Regions from separate parts of the Ovis aries genome. Here region 2 is linked to region 1. The links are chromatin contacts, called in public Hi-C maps. All regions are on one chromosome and are shown on one strand. The core of a region is the stretch at or near the end of the contact, and the rest is flanking DNA. Distances in the headings are between cores, read along the strand shown. Region 1 has its middle 44 kb from the start of LCTL. Region 2 overlaps SMAD6 (SMAD family member 6).

Region 1 (4,358 bases), core at 730-3,229:
TCAAACTGGTGCCCCTCCACAGGAATCATGGAGTCTTAACCACTGGACCACCAGGCAATTCCCTAGAGATGGATTTTAAGCTCAGCTATCTGCAGCTAACGCCTAGGATTCTTCACAAGGACTCAAACTGCCTCCCGTTTATCTGATGCCATCTCTCAGCAGAAGAAAAAGAGAAGGGAGAAGTCCCCAGAGAGAGGGAAGCATGGAAGTCAACTTTAGAAGCTTGCTGTGCCAGCCATTCCAGGTTATGCCAGCTGCAACCTTCCATTTATAACATTCATTAATAAACCTGTTCAACAGATGGCAAAACTGAGGCCTGGAAAGGCATGATGGGCTCAAGGTCATCAAGCTAATGGTGGCAGCCAAGACCCTCGTCAGGGCCCCAGCACCTGTAGACAGCCCCAGGTTGGTGAGTTCCACAGAAAAGCCAGGTTATCAGCCCAAGTGAGGCTATGAGAACTGCAGGTAGAGGTTTTTAGGGTTTTAGGATAGATGGGATGAAGGCCTTTCTGGAGGGTACAGAAGAGGGACAAACATCTGCAGGGATTTTTATTCTGGTGGCTTCTATCTCACCTGACTCAAGGTTTTTGCAAGAATTCTGCATGGTTGTAAAAAGCAAGACTTTCTCCTTTTCTCCATTGAGGACCTTCCCCCTCCCTTGCCTGGCTCTGAAAGTCTCCACAGAGGAGTCAGGGTTACTAGCAGAGACTAAAATCCCACTTGCCTACTAACTCAGGGGCCTCAAGTAAACCTGACCAAGTGTCAGATTCCTCATTTGCCCATCTGCAAAATGGGGATAATATTAGCAATTCAGAGCCTCTGTGAAATGACTGAAGACATGAAATATCATCATGAAGTGAAATGGGAGCAGAAAAGGTCATTATGGTGGCTTGTACTGGTCTCATTATTTCGTACAGAATGGTCCTTCCTCACCCTCCAAGATCCTCAAACTCCTGAGGAAGGAGAGGGAGGGGACAGAGCCACAGCATCCTGTTCTTCCTCTGTGCCTTCTCCTCTCATTCCTCCCATCTGTCCCTGCCCATACATCGAGCAAACTGGGATGTACTCGTCAATTCTGGCTGATGACTCAGAGCCATTAGACCTGGAGGCAGAGGAAGGGGTTGGGAGTTTTCCAAGTCCTCTGTGGCCAGAGAATTCTGAGAGGTGAAACCCCTGAATGATGAGGTCTCCTAAAGCCACTTGCCTCAGCCAGTGAACAAGTTTCTTTTTGTTGTTGTTGTTGTTCACATCCACTGTCCCAATTAAACTTCACAGCCCTCCTACAAATTAATCGCCCTCAGCCCCACTTGACAAATAAGAAAACCGAGGCTCAGAGAGCCCAAGCAACGTGCCCAAAGCCGCTAGGTTAATGGGTGGTTTCCAACTGAGGGTCCAAACTGAGATCAGGGGTTCAGGGGTACTAGTTTCAGAATCTGAGGGCTTGGCGCCCAGGAAAGAACCAGATCTGAATCCTGGCTGAAACCATTATGAACTGTGTGACCTGAAGCAAGGTCACTCACCTGAGGCTATATCTCTGTAAATTAGGATGATGGCCTATTCAGTGTTGGACAAGTAAATGAGATAACAGATGCGGACCCTGCCTCCAAGCTGTGCTAGGCTACCACTGGGGCCAAATCAATGTTCACGGGTCATCTTCCTGCTGCCCCCAAGGTTGACACACCCTCCAGGATCTTGCTCATCAAGGATAACCTCAGAGTCCCAATCCAAAGAGCAAGCAAAGCGATTGGCGCCCATTCCAGGTACAGGGGGCCCAGCTGGAAAATGTGAGCACACTGCCCTGGCTCCCGAGTCCCTGCGTGCCGGTGCCTGGCACAGTGCCTGCCCAGAGTGGGTGCTTGGTAAACACTGATGAATGAATGGACGTTGTTTGGATGCCGAGAGGTCGGCGCTGCCGCCCGTTCGCTGTTCCAAGGGACAATGGGACAGCCTCTTTGGACTGGGGGTGCTGTCCCGGAATGTCTGAGGGGTGAGGTCACTAGGCTCGTGTGCACTGCTTACAGGAAGCATGCTAGCTCAAGCACGCCTGATGCCAGCCAGCAGACATTTCCTGGCTGGCAACAGTCCCCTCCCTCCTCCTCTTCCTCCTCCTGCCCACCTCGGGCCTGTGTGCCTGCAACCTGGACTTCTCTCCTTGCCTTGGGTCCCACCCTGGGATGGTCCCCTGGGGTTCTCACTGCCTTCCTCACCTCCTAAGGACCTGGGACCACCGTCCAGAGCAATCAGAGAAGCCAGATGATGCACAAATGCTTTAGAAGAAAAACACCCCCAGCAGTCCCTCTGTGTGATTGGCACAGGGGAAACTGAGGCCCAGAGAGGTTATTGCAGTTTCCCAGGGTTGCACAGCAGTCCAGACTAGGGACTCCCACCAAGACCCAGGGTCAATTCCTGCTTCTCCAGTCTTTGGGTGAAACCCTCCTCTAGGGTCCGTTTTTCCTCTGAAAAATGAGTAACCTTCTGCCCCTTCCAGGCTCTTGACTAGAAGTACATCCCTTCTGTGTGACCTGCCAAAGCCCTTCATCCCTTCTCTCCTGAGCTTTTCTTCAGTGACAGAGACTGGGGTTTTAGCTCAGGAATATTAATAATCCCTCACTTGCATAAACAGTACAGTTTTAAAAATCACTTTTCACAGAAAGTACTTCAATTTTCCCTACATCCTATGTTACAGATGATGGAACTGAGGTCCAGAGGGGCTTGCCCCTGGAGCTGGCCAGTGGCAGAGCTGGAGTTCAAACCTGTGCCTGAGACAGGCTATATGTGGTGCATCCTTCTTGCTCCCTTGGCCAGCCTCAGGGCCAGGCATGAATCAGCTGCCCAGGAAACCTGTTTGTGGGGCCTGACGTACTCATTTAAATGGGGCAGGGGTGTCTCCTGGAGACCAGGCCACTCTTAAGGAATGGGCTGGACCTTCAGATCCACAGCAAACCAGGAGGCACTTCTGTCCACCCATGCAGCCTGGTGGTCACCAGAGCTGGGGAGTAATCCCCTCATTTTCCCCATCTATAAAGTAGATACCCATGTCTTAGGGAAGGTGTGAGGACCCCTGGTGCCAAGTTGCCTCCCTCTACTGGCCCCAAGCAGGGTTCTGCCAGGCTCTGGGGAAGAGACTAGGAGCTGGCCCTGAGTCACTGAGGCAGGCTGGGATCCCCACGCCCCCATTTCGCAGCTTCAGTGCAGCTGACATCAAAGCCAAGCCACTCACCCTGCCCGCCAACCCAAACCTGGCTGGCCAGAGCAGCAGCAGCCAAGCAAAAGGCCAGGCTATTTGCTCTCCGGCACTCCGTGATTGTGGTATAGTGACCGCAGTGGCCGGCAGAGTCAAAGAGGACACTGTTCTTTGAAGCCAGGACTCCCCCAGAGTGGGAGGAGGTGGCTACCCACAGCCTGAACTCAGGCTGGCTCCAGGCCTGGCACAGGCCTCCACGCTTTACACGTGTGACCTCATTTAATCCTTACAACAACCCTGCCAAAGTGGCTTGACTGTCTGCACTGACGAACAAGCAAACCGAAGTGCAGGGAGATGAAATGACTCATCTAAGTTCCTACAATAGTGAGGGGCAAACCAGGTCCATCTGACTCCACTAAGGGTAACAAATGACTCATCACCAAGATCCAGCCATTATCTGTTTCATTGTAAACCCCCACTGAGGGCTGGACTAGATTGACTTGAGCACCTTCTATGTGCCAGGCCAACTGCTTTTGGAATGTCATTTGACCTAAAACTGAATAACTCAGAGAAGGAGGCATCACTAGCCCCATTGTACAGATGAGGAAACTGAGGCTCACCCAAGATCCACTTTAAACCCATAGGCCCAGGATACTCTTTAGTAGTTGAGTGGGGTCCCTTCATCCCCTTCTTCTGTGTTAGAAAGAGAGCAAAAGCTGGAAATTCATTAGAGATCCAGTGGTTAGGACTCTATAGTTTCACTGCCAAGGGCCAGGGTTCAATCCCTGGTCAGGGAACTAAGATCCCACAGGTCAAATGGCATGATAAAAAGAAAAAAAATAAAAAAAGCAAAAGAGGGCATGGGGTGACTTGGGGTAAGGAATTAAGAGGTACAAACTATTATGTATAAAATAAGCAACAAGGATATATTGTAAAGCATGGGGCATATGGCCAATTACATTTTATAATAACCCAATGGACTAACCTTTAGAAATTATAAATCACTTTATTATACACCTGTAACGTACATAAGTCACTGCGGATGGTGACTGTAGCCATGAAATTAGAAGATGAATACTTCTTGGCAGGAAAGCTATGACAAACCTAGACAGTGTGTTAAAAAGCAAAGACCTCATTTTGTCAACAAAGGTCCTTATAGTAAAGGCTATGGTCT
Region 2 (4,358 bases), core at 856-3,355, 150 kb before region 1:
GGCAGGTGGCGGGGGCGCTATCTGTGGTTGTTGAGAAGGATCTCGAGCCAGCAGGGGCAGGAGGTGATGAACTGCCGGGAGTAGCAGGGCCCCCAGCCCTTGGCGAAGCTGATGCGGACGCTGTTGGGGTCGTAGGGGCCGTCGGCGGCGTCGGGCTCGGGGCCGTGCTGGAGCAGGCCGGAGCGCTCGAAATCGAACACCTTGATGGAGTAGCCGGGAGGCACCTTGCGGACCACCAGGGCGCGGCCGCCGGGCGCGTCCAGCGTCGGGGAGTTGACGAAGATGGGGTGCTCGCCGCGGTTGTAGGCCCACACGCCGTCAGGCTCCTTGCTGAGCAGGATGCCGAAGCCGATCTTGCTGCGCGTGCGCCGCACCGACTCGCTGCGCTGCTCCAGGTTGAGCTGGCCCAGGCAGAAGCCGCTGCCCTGAGGTAGGTCGTAGAAGATGCTGACGGCCTGGTCGTACACCGCGTAGAGGCGGCCCACCCGCGTCCGGTGCTCCCAGTAGGCCACGCTGCACCAGTGGCTCGGCTTGGTGGCGTCCGGAGACATGCTGGCGTCTGCGGGGCAAGCACAGGGCACGCAGCTGTTATTGCCGGGCAGCGGAGGTGGTGTGGCTGCCTGGCCCGGGGAGAAGGGGGAGGTGCGTGGAGTTTCTAGCACCCCACAGACATGGGGAGCATCCACTGCGGGCCAGGCTGTCCTCAAACTTAACCCGCAGGCCCCCTCGCCCAGCCCCACCCACACACACACACAAAGGCAGGGCACCTACTGTGCCAGGTGCCACGGGCACCCAAACACGAGCCACACCCGGCTCCGGCCCACAGAGTTTTACAAGCCAGCGGAAGAGGGACACACACCCACACACCCAAGGGAGGGGCTGAACGGTGAGCACCTACATTGTTCTGGGTGCTGTGGTCTGCACTCGTCACTCCACACGTGACTCTCTGGGGCCTCCTGAAATGGCGAGGAGGCCACCTTCTCATTTTATAGATGAGGATCTGAGACTTGGCAGCCCAGGGTCACCCAGTTGGCGGGTGGCACCACCAGGATTTGAACCCACTCAGTCCAAGCCTCAACTTGAACAGAGTGGGGTGAGGTGCAAGTTAGTCGCTCAGTCATTTCCGACTCCTTGCGACCCTGTGGACTATAGCCCGGCAGGCTTCTGTGTCCATGTGATTCTCCAGGCAAGAATACTGGAATAGGTTGCTATTCCCTTCTCCAAGGGATCTTCCTGACCCAGGACTCAAACCCAGCTGTCCTGCATTGTAGGTGGATTCTTTACTGTGTGAGCTACCAGGGTGAGGCAATGGAGGGATGTAAATCACCCTTTGGAGGGGTCTCAGGAATCAGAAGGCAGGATAGGGTGGGGTAGGGGACGTGGCCCCCAGTATCTCTTGCAGCTGGGAATCACAGCTGCTCAATGCTGACGGCTCCCAGCCTCAGCCTTGAGTGTCATGCAGTCTCCCAGCAACCCCCACCCCCAGCCCCTCAGGTTGGCTCTCTTGGCAGGAAGTGGAGGTCTTCACCAGAACTGCAGCCGCTTCTGTGAGACAGAGAAATGAAGGGTCTCTAAGTGGGAAAGGAGATCGCTCCTCAAGGGCTCCAGTTTCCGAGCTGTTCCTCTCCAGACCCCACTTTCCCCAGTGACAGCAAAGATGTGGCCTGGATGAAGACTGGAATCCCTTTTCACTCCAGCTGGGAGCACCTCTATGCGTCTGCGTGAATTTAACAATTTCCTGAAACTAGGTATAGCAAGGGCCCTGTCTTGAAGGGCAGCCTCCTCCTCACTGCCCTCAGGCATGGCTGGCCTCAGATTCTGAAGCATTTTGACGCCTGGGCTCTCCTTTGAGCTCACGGCTCTGAGAAGCAGACTGCCCAGTGGGGTGATGTGTTTCCCACTCAGGCCCTTGGCTGGGGCTTTGGCAGAGGGAGAAGGCCTGCTGGAGGCCTGATGAGGACATAGTGAGGCCCTTTATAGCTCAGCTTCTCCCAGAGACACAGAGCAAAGTCCAGTCACACCTGAGGGAGAAAGCACTGCCAACAACTTCATTCAGGAACCTGGGTGAGGTCAGCTGTCTGCCTTCAGTTCAGTCCCGCCCAGACGTCCCAGAGCAGCAGGGTGACAGAGCTCCCGACGTTCCCTTATGTTCTGGGAGCGCCCAGCCAAGCAGGGAGCTGTGCACCTGAGGGGCTTCCTGTTAGGTTGCTTGCTCTGCTCTGCCTGGGGCTGGGCACAGTCTCAAAGGGTGGCATTAAGGTCCCAGCCACAGGGCCCCAGGCTAGCCCCTGAGGATGTATACTTTGTCTCATGGTCCCTACGCAGACCCCTCATGGTTCTAGCTGTGGTCAGAGTGGGGGAAATAGGCCCTGCTCCCTGCTCTCAGCTGACCTACCCCTCAGCCAGTGGGCACTAGGCCAGTCCCAGCAGCTGGGCAGCCAGGAGTACCCCACGCCCTTGTCCCTTTCTCTATCCATCCATCCATCTGGCCTTGGTCTGAGAGTTGTCAAGATGCAGAGGAGCAGCACCGTCCCAGCCTGGCTGTGAAACTCCGAAACCAACCTTCTCCTTAGAGGAGAATTCCGTCAGTGCTCCAGGCACAGAGGTGTGGAGGCAAAGAAATGTGCCTGGAGAATGCTGGGAGACAACACAGGCAGCAGGCACCTCTGAGTGCCCTCCGTAAGCCAGGTGACTTCTTCACAACGGCCTTGGTGCACCTGCTACCAGCCTTGTTTACAGGTGTGGAAACTGAGGCCCCAGGAGGTGCCATAACCGGCCAAGGGCACATGCTCACCAGTGCTGGGGCTGGCATCAGTGCCAGGCCACACTCTCGAGGGGAGCTCGTCTCCATACTCCAGACAGGCGCCCCACCTTCTCGGAGCCTCAGTCTCCCTATCTGTAACCATGACAGTTCTCGTGGGCTGTGAATCCCTAGAAGTGCTTACCCACAAGCTGGTGAGTCACAAACGAAAGACCTTCATCCCCTGAAGACTCACACAGTCCTACTGAGGGAGGGAGTGCTGCTGTCCCGCCGATAAGCACAGAGGGGCCACCCTAGTCATAAAGGGGCAGCTCTGCCCCAGGGTGTAGCCACTCATAAAAGCTTAAGAAGCACTTTAACAGAGAGAGGAGTAATGGGACCCTAGGGGTGGGGCACTTCCTCCCTCCCAGCTCCTAAAAGGCTTTTAATTCAAGGCCAGGTGGGCCTTCCTGTCCCACTCCTCAGCACCTCCAATCCCAGCCAAGCCAAACCAACTGTGCCCTCATCATCTAACCACCCCCCCAAACCCCAGTCAACACCTGTGTCCCGGGTCTTGTCACCTGTGTCCCGGGTCTTGTCCCAGTCAGTGCTCCTCACGGGGGATGGAACCCTATGCATGGGGATAAACCACCCACCCCGAGTTGCCCTGGGGCCCAGCCTGCCCCAGCTGTGGTGCTCCAGGACACCGCCTAGTCCAGGGCTCACCTCCTGTGGCCTCTGGATGAGCAGTAACACCTCATCAAGCCTGGGCTCTGGGCCAGGGCTTCCAAATTCCAAGGGATGGACTGCCGCCTCTGGGAAGCCCTCTCCGACCTCTCCCTCCTGTGTGCCTAGAGCCTCAAATGCAGCCTCGCTCTTGGCCTGAGCAGGGGTCTGTGTGGTTGGTCAGTGTCCCTGGCTGGCCTTGACTCTCAAGGAGGAATGGGTGGGTCTTAGTCCCCTCTGCGTCTGCCCCAAGTCTGCGGGTATCGTCCAGGGTGCTCTTGGAACACCCTGCAAGGGAAGGAGGAAGGAAACAGAATATATGCCAAGTGTGGGCATACTGCCGTCACCCTACCCCTTACTGGAATCCTTCCCAGTAGCTGGGGCTGATGGCCTCAGGCCTGAAAGCTGCTGGCCAAGGTCTAGGGTCTCAGGTCTCATCCTGAGACAGCAGCCCAGCAGGTGAGCCTGTCACCATGCCTGAGGCCTCCTTGTCTCCACCTAGCTCTCAGGGTCTCTGGGCTCCAGTGCTTGAGGGTCCCCCAGCACTATTTCATCCAGGGAGCCCCAATGCTCTGGAATTTCACAAACCAATACACTGTTTAATGGGTGTGGGATGGGAATATTACAAGGTTACTACAATTTTATTTTGTCACACACAGACTGGTTAAAAACCCCAAGACCATCTACTGTCACTAGCACAAAAGAAAGTATAATTTGATTCTCAAAAAATAGAGTATTTTAAAAATCAAATCAGAACATTTTAAAATACATTTACATTGTAAGAAATTTTCTTGTTTCTTTCATAATAGACCAGTGAAAACTCAGTCCTGAGAGTGGCCTGTGGGAACCATCAACTGAGTCCAGTGTCCTTGTGCCCCAAAGATGGTGCCGG

Evidence for each region. Hi-C and Micro-C count contacts between places; a contact is called where the count stands out from the background.
Region 2: a contact with region 1 is called in a Hi-C map of mixed tissues, with 2.5 times the contacts expected there. The contact joins two enhancer-like sites. A contact is called at or near these places in 3 of 16 Hi-C or Micro-C datasets (mixed tissues, muscle and tail adipose tissue).

Annotation. Positions count from the first base shown.
Region 1 is chr7:13,432,357-13,436,714 of ARS-UI_Ramb_v3.0, reverse strand. No RefSeq gene overlaps it. Among named protein-coding and RNA genes, the nearest start is that of LCTL, 44 kb to the right of the region's middle. Within about 2 kb of position 1,979, at least 17 of the 54 cell types and tissues checked have an H3K27ac peak or open chromatin away from gene starts, as enhancers often do.
Region 2 is chr7:13,585,863-13,590,220 of ARS-UI_Ramb_v3.0, reverse strand. It overlaps SMAD6 (SMAD family member 6), which reads right to left. Exons shown (of 2, transcript XM_042252070.2): 2 at 1-559. The coding sequence ends at 18. Among named protein-coding and RNA genes, the nearest start is that of SMAD6, 75 kb to the right of the region's middle. Within about 2 kb of position 2,105, at least 12 of the 54 cell types and tissues checked have an H3K27ac peak or open chromatin away from gene starts, as enhancers often do.